2 separate regions of the Mus musculus genome follow, and region 1 is linked to region 2. A link is a contact called in public promoter capture Hi-C data. All regions are on one chromosome and are shown on one strand. Each heading gives the region's core, a stretch centred on a gene start, on an enhancer-like site or on the middle of the called end of the contact. The rest is flanking DNA. Distances are from core to core; before and after follow the strand shown.

Region 1 (5,046 bases), core at 63-2,562, 85 kb before region 2:
TCTGAGATGCTTGTCCATGGCATCAAGAGACCACATGTCAAAATACGGAATGCTTCACAAATCTGCATGACACCCCCACAGGCCCACACCACTCTGTCATTCCAGTCGTAGTGTATGTGCTGGTAAGCAAGCACCTGAGACAGTTTTTAAAATGACACAAGGAGTTGGGAATGTGGTATTTGAATGAGAACAGAGACACAGCCTCATAGATTTGAATGCTTGTCCCTCAGTTTGTGAGAGTATTTGGGAAGGATTAGGAGGTGTGGCCTAGTTGGAGAAGGTGTGCCATTGGGGGCGGGGCTTTGAGGTTTCAAAAGACTTGTTCTATTTCCAGTGTGCTCTTTCTCCTGCTTCTGGATCAAGACGTGAATTCCCAGCTGTTCATGTCTTTGTTCCAGCATGGACTCTAACCTCTGAAACTGTAATCCCAGCTAAATGCATTCTTTCATAAATTACCTTGGTAATGGTAACTTTTGCTACAGCAATAGAAAGTAAGACAGAGGATGAAACAGATGGGAAGAGAACACTAATCTTTTAAAATTAGAAAAGAGCAACTTTTCTATTTAAAAGATTTGGGGCTTGCTGGGGGTAGTAGCACATGCTTTGAGTACCAGCATTTGGGAGGCAGAGGCAGGCAGATCACTGTGAGTTCTAGGCAAGCCTAATTTACATAGTGATTTCCAGGACAGCTAGAGCTACATAGTGAGATCCTGTTTTGAAACAAACAAACAAACAAACAAACAAACAAACTTACTTTGGGTGCTTTGGGGCTGAACTAGAGTGAGTTCTGCTTTAAGGCTGACTTTGTTAGTGAGTCCAAGGACTCTCGTGGCAGTGATTTCAGCAGAGGAACAAGCGAGGCCCTGGGGTGGGGGTGGTATGTGAGGCCCTTTGGTGACTTGCTCTTGATGCCTGTGGTTTGCCAATGCTCACTCCCAACATTGTAAAAAGAAAAGTCAAAAAATATTGAGACCAAGGAGGGAAAGCATAAACGAGTAAAGAGAAGACACAAAGAAAATCTGAGGAATAGACAAAAGGTTCCACTGACATAGGCAATGTTCTGGCCACTAACACACTGCTCAGTGGAGCTGTTTTTTCCACGGAGCCAAAGTTATAAGGAACATGAATTGCTGACAGGTGAGTAGTTATCAAAATGAAAAGTCTAAAATCTATTCAACCCAGAAGATGAGAGTTTGTTCTGTTTCAATATAACATATGGTAAGATTTTAGACGGCCTAACTTAGTAGAACTCCCTCCATCTGGATTTACTTTGTCTCATGTTACAAGAAACCACAAAACTTTCAAGAGGGCTCTAGAGTTCGGCCACGTTGCAGACATATTAGCAGCAGTGCAGAGAGTGGGAGAGCACAGCAGTCTCCTCTTAGGACAGGAAGCAAGGAAACTGTGGCATGGGGTCTCTGTGCATGCTGCTGCTTTTTGATGGCTGAACAGCTTATGCCACGTCCCTTCCTCCAACCTAATGTCCTCACCCACAGATACTCTAGTCACTCTACCTGACACTCTGCAGGGTCTGCAGTCGCTTCCGATTTCTTTCCAGTTCTAATTTTCTCTTTTCAATTTTGGCTTCTAAGTTTGCTTCATCAGAGGCCACATTATTAAGCAGGTCTTTAGTCTTCTGAACCTGGGCCTACATTGAATAGGAAATAGTGAGATAAGGTGCCACGGAGTGCTGTCCCCTGACTCTGAGCACAGAGTTCCTTAACACTTTGTGCAAAGCAACATCACACAAACCAACAAAGCCCACCCCTCCTCCACTGTAACTTATTAACAAACTATTTCCAGTGACAGGAGTGAAAGGAGGACACGGGGACAGGAGAGCACCACTCTTGTCATGAAAAGTGCATGTTTCTTCCATGGAAGCAAGCAAACATGGCGAGAAGAATGACAGAGACATTCTAGTAAAGACAGAGAGGTCACAGGATCTGTGTCCAGCCTGCTTGCTTAGCACTGGGCACTGGTGGATCACTGCACTGTCAGCCTTCACTTGGGCTGCTCCCTGGTTACAAAATACCAACCGAGGAATTGGAGACACACACACACACACACACACAGAGTTTGGACACACAGTTACATACATGGACACACACAGTCACAGATACACAGACACATACACAGACAGGCAGACACATCGATATAGATACTCACATAGACACAAGACAGACAGACACAGACATACACAGTTGGCTCAGGAGGGGACCAAACCCAAAACCCTCATGAACTAGCCTCAGCTCTGACCCTTTGTCTGCTTTGATGGACAAAGAAGATTCCTTTTTCTTCTATGGTAAAAGCTCAACTAAAAACTAAAATAAATGGAGAAACTCCTTTATTGGTAAAGTCAAGGCAGAAATGGATCCGACAGCAGCAACTAGCCATTCTGATGAGATGCAGCTTTATAACAAGGTCTAGGCACAATGGGGCCGAAGCTCTGGGCTGTTGGCACTACCGGGGGTCAAAGACCACTGGCTACATCCGCAGACACCCCTATATTTCTAAGAGCACATTTACTTGAAGGGCATGGTAAAAAGCAAATGTGCTGGCTTCATATTCAGACTATGTGAAGCTGGCTGTTGGGCGCCTCGTGTTTCAGAGTACCAAATGAGCTACACCAGAATCGGGAGCACAACTTGGGGGTGAATGAACCTCCTCCCCATGTTGTGACTGTCTAACCCTGCATGAAATTCTTCTTCTTTTTTTTTTTAATGGTTTTTTTCTAGACAGGGTTTCTCTGTATAGTCCTGGCTGTCCTGGAACTCACTTTGTAGACCAGGCTGGCTTCGAACTCAGAAATCTACCTGCCTCTGCCTCCCAAGTGCTGGGATTAAAGGTGTGCGCCACCACGCCCGGCTCTGCATGAAATTCTTGATGGCAAGGTAGGATTCCCCTCTGGTACTCTGCATGTATGTTACTATACTATAAATGTTTTTCTGGCTGTTTACCTGCTGGTCTTTGCAAAGCCATGGGATCCACAAAGAAATGACTTTGGAAGAGTAGACACTTGTCAAGATTCTCAGAGACAGGGCATCTTTTGAAAGTACAATTATTGTCATTGGATTTATGGCTTAACTGTTTTGTGTAAGTAAAACCAATCATTTCTGTGGCATTTCTGTATATGTGCTGAGGGACCAATCCTAAAGCTTTACATATGCCAGACAAGTAATGATCACTGAGCTGTAGCTCCAGTGCAGCACACAATTTCTTTGATTCTTCCTTTAAAAACCACTAGAGAGCCAGGCATGGTGGTGCTTGTATTTAATCTTAGCACAAAGAAGGCAAAGGTAGGCAGATCTCCTGAGTTTGAGACTAAATTGTTCTACATAGTGAGTTCCAGGCCAGCTAGAGCTACAAAGTAAGCGCTATCTTAGAAAGCAAACAACAAAACAACAGCAACAACAACAACAAACCCAAGTGGCACGAGCAAACACACATAAAAATCTTTAAAACGAAATATATGTATATATATATATATATATATATATATATATATATATATATATATATATATATATATATTCATTGATTGCAAATGCATTACAAATTCTAATGCAAGTGCAAACTCATTCCAGCAGGAAGGTGGTGGGTACTTGCTCAACAACTTTTTTTTAAATTGTACAAGTATAAGTCTATGCACATGTGTGCAGTGCCCACGGAGGCTAGAACAGAGCCTCAGATACCCTGTAATTGGAGTTTCAGAAGGTTGTAACCTAGCTAATGGGTGCTGGGAACTAAACTTAGGTCTCTGGAAGAGCAGCATGTGCTCCTAACTATGAAGCCATATTTCTAGTACCCTTAATCAATAATCCTTGCTGACAATGAATACTTTCTGATTAAGTCACACAATAGCTTAGGGAATTATCTGACATTAAAGTCTTTTCTGTAAGCTGGGTGTGGTGGCGCACGCCTTTAATCCCAGCAGAGGCAGGTGGATTTCTGAGTTCCAGGCCAGCCTGGTCTATAAAGTGAGTTGCAGGACAGCCAGGGCTACACAGAGAAACCCTGTCTCGAAAAACCAAAAACCAAAAAAAGCAAAAAGTCTTTTCTGTATCCTTTAAGGAAGAAAGATCAATGTATAGACAAGGATCTCCAGCTTCTCAAATAGCTGACCTGTACTCTGCAGCTCCTCTAGAACCCATGCCATCATTTTGCTTTTGCTTTCAGAATTATGAAACATCGGAGGTGAATATTTTTTGACAATGAAGAGTTCACAGGAGCTGTCCATCAAGAAACTAACTGTGTCCCTTCGGGAGGACCAGCTTTTAACATTCAGTGTTCAAACTGTATTTGGCCATGCTCACTTGATTCAGTTAGAATATTGGTGTGCATAAAATATGGCTATTTACACACTTTTAAGTGTAGACACCATCCTGCAATTACAGAACAGACAGAATACAAATACAAAGCACTTGCCCTGACTAGGTGAGCAGAGACTGTGGTGAAACCCAGTCACATTCCTCCTTTTGTGCTTCCTGTTACACAGAAAACAGGAAGCCTACAACCAGGCAGAAGCATAGTATGTGGCCACTCTTATGTATTCTCAGGGTCATTGCTGTCTCCCTGTGTGTCTAGGGACACTTCTGTAGCTGGCAGGAGCAGCAGGCAGCTGTCATGGTTCTGGGTGTTCTTCAGTACTGAACGCTCTCCAGCTCTCCTTGTGTTGCGTGACCTCATGTTTTGTTAAGTGTCAGCCAGCTAATTGATAGAATGCTTCTAGATTGTCTGATTGGTTAAGATTATGCATCTCTGGCAGGAATACCACAGAGAGACTTCATCCTATAAGCTGTCATAATTTAAATTATTTAATAATGACACTTTAGTCCCTCCCTTGATTGAGGGGTGATGCTACAACTCTACTTGCTCTCTTGCTTTGTAATAAGTATCGTATTGGTAATGTCCTTGATGAATTTTTTTCATTTGAGAAGTGATTGTTTGCTATTTCATTGATCTATACTATAAAAATCAACTATTGTAATTCATTTATTTTGATGTGTAAACAGTCCCTGGTTTGGTCAGGGGAAGCCCATCAAGTTG
Region 2 (4,969 bases), core at 1,782-4,281:
TATAACTGGTGAAGTTTTTCTCCCCTTCCTCTGTGGTTTTCCACTCCCCTAACTCCTAGTCAGTTTTACGGTGTTCTTTACTTTCCAGAAGGAAGTTCTGCCGAACTCCAAAGTGTTTAAAGAATAATTCTATTTCTCCCTGCATTTCTTGTAGTTATTTCAAAACTCAAATGAATTGAACAGAGGACATGACTGCCCTGTCTCCTTGTAATTACGACTCCCACAAGTCAGCCACACTCTGCTCCCAGATAACTGTAGGAACTTGGGTGCCATAGCTTGTCTTTGAGAAGCTGACCTGATCTGACCTGACCTGATCGAGTGTGCTGACTGGTATTTTGTGCCTTCAAGATGATACACTTTGATGAGATCCAGGATGATGGCTCATCCTGGAAACTATTGCTATGGACACGATTGGAAAACTAAGTTGTGGCTTTGATCTGAACTGGAGAAACAAATTCAGGCTAGGATAGTGTTGTTAGATTTTTAAAGGGGAATTATGAAAATTTGGAAGGGAAAATGTATCTGTGCTCGTTCCATTCTATTCAAGGGACGAGATAACCCAAACCAGCAAATGTGAAAATGGTCTGCATGGAGCATTTAGTTCTTACCATAAGAAGGTGATCCATAACACTTAATATAATTTCATTCACTAGCACTTATCCAGCATATACTTTGTAATAGGCAGGCAAATACAATAACAGAAATGGAAGCAAAGCGGCAGATCCTTTGAAACTACTTCTAAAACCTATTAATTTTCTCTTTTCTAATAATGTAGCTGCTAAACAATTGTCCCATATTAATATAGCTTCTGTCTAGGCATAGGGTGTGTAAACTGTGGTGGCGGATGAGCGGTTTTTTTGTTTTGTTTTGTTTTGCCATTCTAGCAATGAGCAAAGTCATTTAAGAAAATAAAAGAAATACTTGAAGATACAAGAAAAGGAAAATAATAAAAATTGGAGAGGAGTCTCAGAAGAAAATTTACAAGAGCTTATAAGTAAATTTGAAGTATATACTAAGGTAAGGACAGAGGAGGAAGTACGCGAGAGAAGAGGAAGCCACCACGAGGGGCGATAGACCATGAGTACATGGCCAGGAGAAAGAGCAAGTATCTGGGGTACATTGCTGGGGAGGTAGCCAGGCCAGCAGTTAGAAAAATAGATTAAAAATAACCAAAGTCTGAGTCCCATTTATTTGTGAGCTAGTCAGGGATAAGCTTAAATTGCTTGTACTACATACAATATAGGTGTTATTGTTCCAACACACAAGTTTCTTGAGATAAGTTTTGTTCTAAACCAGTTGCTGGATTTCTGGGACAGTAGTGCTGGAAGATTAAAACTTGAAACAGAGGACATGCTTAATGGACAGACTACCCTCCTAAACTTGCTTAAGGAACCATAGCATATCCCATAGTCCACTGACTCATAGCAAACCCGATGGCTCTGGCTGTCAGCTGCAATGATTTAAACAAAGCCAGATGGAGACATTTTAGGCTAGTATTGAAAGGCAAATGGTCTTGCCTATCTTTTCTTATTAATTATCACATTGGATAGAAGGTAAATTTGGATGCAGACATACAGAAAAGGATAATCAGGTGAGAAGGAGATGGGAAGCATGAATAGTTAGCCTGTATGTAGTACTAAGAAGAGACAGAGAACCGGAACACGATGGTGGATGGCTAAGATACCAAGATGAATTCTATTTTCATCTGAAGTTGATAACGTGTGGTGTCAATTCATGGAATTACAGAAAATTATACAAGAAACTTCACGTTTCTTTCCTTAGGAAGTAAAAAAAATTCATCAGAATTATGCTATAACACATAATGTGGACCTCAGAGTCAGGGACACTGAAATGGATCTGTTGTAGGTCAATAGTCTCTGGACCTACAACGATACATATCTGCCCTGTTACCTGTGGTCCACAGTCGTATTTCTGGAAAATAAACAAAGAATGTCTCAAGTAACACTAACCATCTTCCAAATGTGTAGAATTGTCAGGAATATGCATTGGCTTTACTGAAGACAGAACTTCTCATAAGAAAACAGAATGCAAGGTGGAGAGGCAATAAGAAATGAAGACGATTGTGCTGTCCTCAGCTGGCTCCTCTTCCTTTCCCCAGCAATCTTCCCAGGGCCCCCTTCACTTCTTTGTTTCTTAGAGTATAGATGAGCGGATTCACCATGGGTGTGACCACAGAGTAGAAGAGAGAAATGAATTTTCCTTGGCTTTGATTACTGCTCTTAGCTGGAAGCAGATACCCATAGATCGCAGAGCCATAGAAGAGAAACACTACCACCAAGTGGGAGACACACGTATTGAAAGCCTTTCGACGTCCCTCCACAGAGCGGATCTTCATCACTGCCTGAGCAATGAAGCAGTAAGAGACCAGGATGACGCTTACTGGGACCACAGTGAAGAAGGTACAAACACCATTGAGCACCGCCTCATTGAGACTTGTGTCTCCACAGGCCAATTTAATCATGGCGGGTACCTCACACAGGAAGTTGTCCACTTTTCGGTGTCCGCAAAATGGGAGCTGGAGAGTGAATGTTGACTGAATCACGGAGTTGCCTAAGCCACCCAACCAGCTAATAGCAGCCAGCCCCCAGCAGAGGCGAGGATTCATGACGGTCATGTAGTGCAGGGGCCGACAAACTGCCACATACCGATCAAATGCCATCACCACGAGCAGTATGCACTCAGTAGCCCCCAGCCAAAGGAAAACATAGAGTTGAGTTACACACCCACCATAGCTGATTGTCTTGTCTGGCCCCCATAAATTTTTCAGCATCTGAGGGACTGAACTGGTAGTAAAGGCAAGGTCTAGAGAGGAGAGGTTGCTGAGGAAGAAGTACATGGGTGTGTGGAGCCGAGCATCAAGGCGCGAAAGCAGGATGATGGTCAAGTTCCCAACCAGCGTCAACAAGTAAGAGGCCAGGATGACAGCAAAAAAGATGATCTCCAGATGGGGATGGTCAGAGACACCCATCAGAATGAAGCTCCCAGAGGAGCTGTTGCTGTCCACCTCCATCACCGGCTGCCTCAGTCACTGAAGTTTGCTCAGGCAAGGGAAGAGGCAGCTACTGCTAAACCTGCATCCAAAGTGCACCTCAGGCTCCGCAGCTAAAGCCCAGTCCACCCTTCCTGGCCACGAGCTTTCATGCAAGCCCTGGTTGTCAGTTGAGCTGGGATGTCAAAAGGGACCTAGCACAGAGATGAAGGGAGTGCCTTGTGAGGACAGACAACAGCTAGGGCAACAGGTCAGAGGGGCAGGTTAGATCAGATACCTTCTCAAAACACCAATTTCCTCAGCCAAGTTTTCTTTTGCTCTAAGAGGGAAACACACAGTGAATTTGGAAAATCTCCCCGGAAGTTACTGATAGATTTCTTTCTCAGGCTTGAAAGGATGGCTCAACATTTAAGAGCACAGAATGCTCTTGCAGAGATTCCAACTTTGGATTTCAGCGCCCTTATCTCACAATAGCCTATAAGTCCAGTTCCAGGGAATCTGACATGCACTTCTGGCAACTGCACATATGTGAACATACCACCCAAAATTCATGCCTACATGATTTAAAATAAAGTCTTTTTTTTTTTTTTTTGGACAGTCTGTCATTATACAGCCCTAGGCAGACTGGAAGTTGCTGTGTAGACCAAGCTAGCCTTAACAGAGATCCCACCTGCTCTGTTTTCTGAGTATTGAGATTAAAGCCATGTGGCACCATGACCATCAAAATAAATAATCTTTAAAATAAATAATCTTTAAAGAAATTCCTTTTCTCTGTCTTTTATAGTCCTCTCTTCTCAAATTAAAACTCCTGGTCTGGAAAGATCATCATGTGTCTATCGGATCTCAAAAAAAAAAAAAAAAAAAAGAGAGATGGTAGGAGCTGGAGAGATGTTCAGCCATTGAGAGCATTGGTTGCTCTTCCAGAGGACCAAGGTCCAGTTCCCAGCAGCCACCTGGAGGCTCACAACTGTCTGCAACTCAAACTCTGATAGATCTGATGCTTTCTTCTGCCCTCCATGGGCACTGCATACATGCAGCACACATATATACACGCAGGTAAAACATACACACCCAAAATAATTTAAAAAACTAACGAGAATACTGAATATTCACCATACACAAAAAGCATGAATTTGTCAGTGAAGAAGGTGAATATAGAACAAATAAACACATGCCAAAAAAGCTTAAGTCAAATGTGTGAAATATATAAGTGGATTTTCTGTAAGGAAGTTAAATCAATCTACATGTGTCCATAGTAAGGGAAATTAAAATATACCTGATAATTTGAAGTCTACTGTGTTTACTGCTAAACCAAGGAATCATTCTTAACATTCTCAAAGCAGCAAACACACTCTTGTCAATAACAGCCAATTAACATCTCCTTGGGCAGTGTGTGTGTGCACAGAAGTCAGCCTTAAGTGTTATTCCTCAGAAGTGGTACTCTTTGCTTTTTTAATCAGGGTCTCTTATGGTAACCTAGGGTTTCTTGGTTAGCCCCACATGTTTTCCCTGTCCAGTCTTGGGATGACAAGGTGTACTGTCACATCTAACTTCTTCATACCACCACAGCTGCCTTTTTATGTAGGTGCCGTGGATTGAACTCAGGTCCTCAGACTTGTGTGACAAGCACTTTACCCACAAGACTGCTATTTCTAAATATAAGAAAACCAAGATCTTTTCTCTTCTTTTGCCTACTAATTAAAAGGATCTAAACAGTAAATAATTCATGGGTCACCTAGAAACCAACAGTTGGGAGAGAATTCTGTCGTTTCTCTGAACTGTGGCCTGTCTGTTCCATGGGAACTTCAGCTACTGGCCTAACCAGGGAAGTGTGTAGGTGAGCTTAGGGGCTTTTATTGCAACTGTCAAGGGCCACTTGACTAAAGATTGAAACTGTCCTTTTTAATCCACATATAGCAAAATATTGGTAATCCTGATGCTAGAATCCACACAGAACTT

Evidence for each region. Promoter capture Hi-C pulls out the DNA fragments that hold promoters and counts their contacts.
Region 1: a promoter capture Hi-C map of liver shows a contact between it and region 2, with 4 times the contacts expected there. The contact joins the enhancer-like site here to the promoter of Olfr15 in region 2. A contact is called at or near these places in 11 of 39 promoter capture datasets (the C10 cell line, the HPC-7 cell line, HPC-7-derived erythroid cells and 7 more), 1 of 15 datasets of contacts at CTCF or cohesin (large pre-B cells), 31 of 484 Hi-C or Micro-C datasets (B cells, CD4 T cells, CD8 T cells and 18 more), 2 of 115 datasets of contacts at active chromatin or transcription factors (both in embryonic stem cells) and 3 of 9 other capture datasets (adipose tissue, liver and pancreatic islet).

The regions. Positions count from the first base shown.
Region 1 is chr16:3,920,442-3,925,487 of GRCm38.p6, reverse strand. It overlaps Cluap1 (clusterin associated protein 1), which reads right to left. Exons shown (of 12, transcript NM_029738.2): 7 at 1,515-1,648. Among named protein-coding and RNA genes, the nearest start is that of Gm15537, 6.4 kb to the left of the region's middle. Within about 2 kb of position 1,312, at least 25 of the 459 cell types and tissues checked have an H3K27ac peak or open chromatin away from gene starts, as enhancers often do.
Region 2 is chr16:3,837,037-3,842,005 of GRCm38.p6, reverse strand. Olfr15 (olfactory receptor 15) reads right to left here and starts at 3,031. Exons shown (of 1, transcript NM_008762.2): 1 at 2,093-3,031. The coding sequence starts at 3,031. The coding sequence ends at 2,093.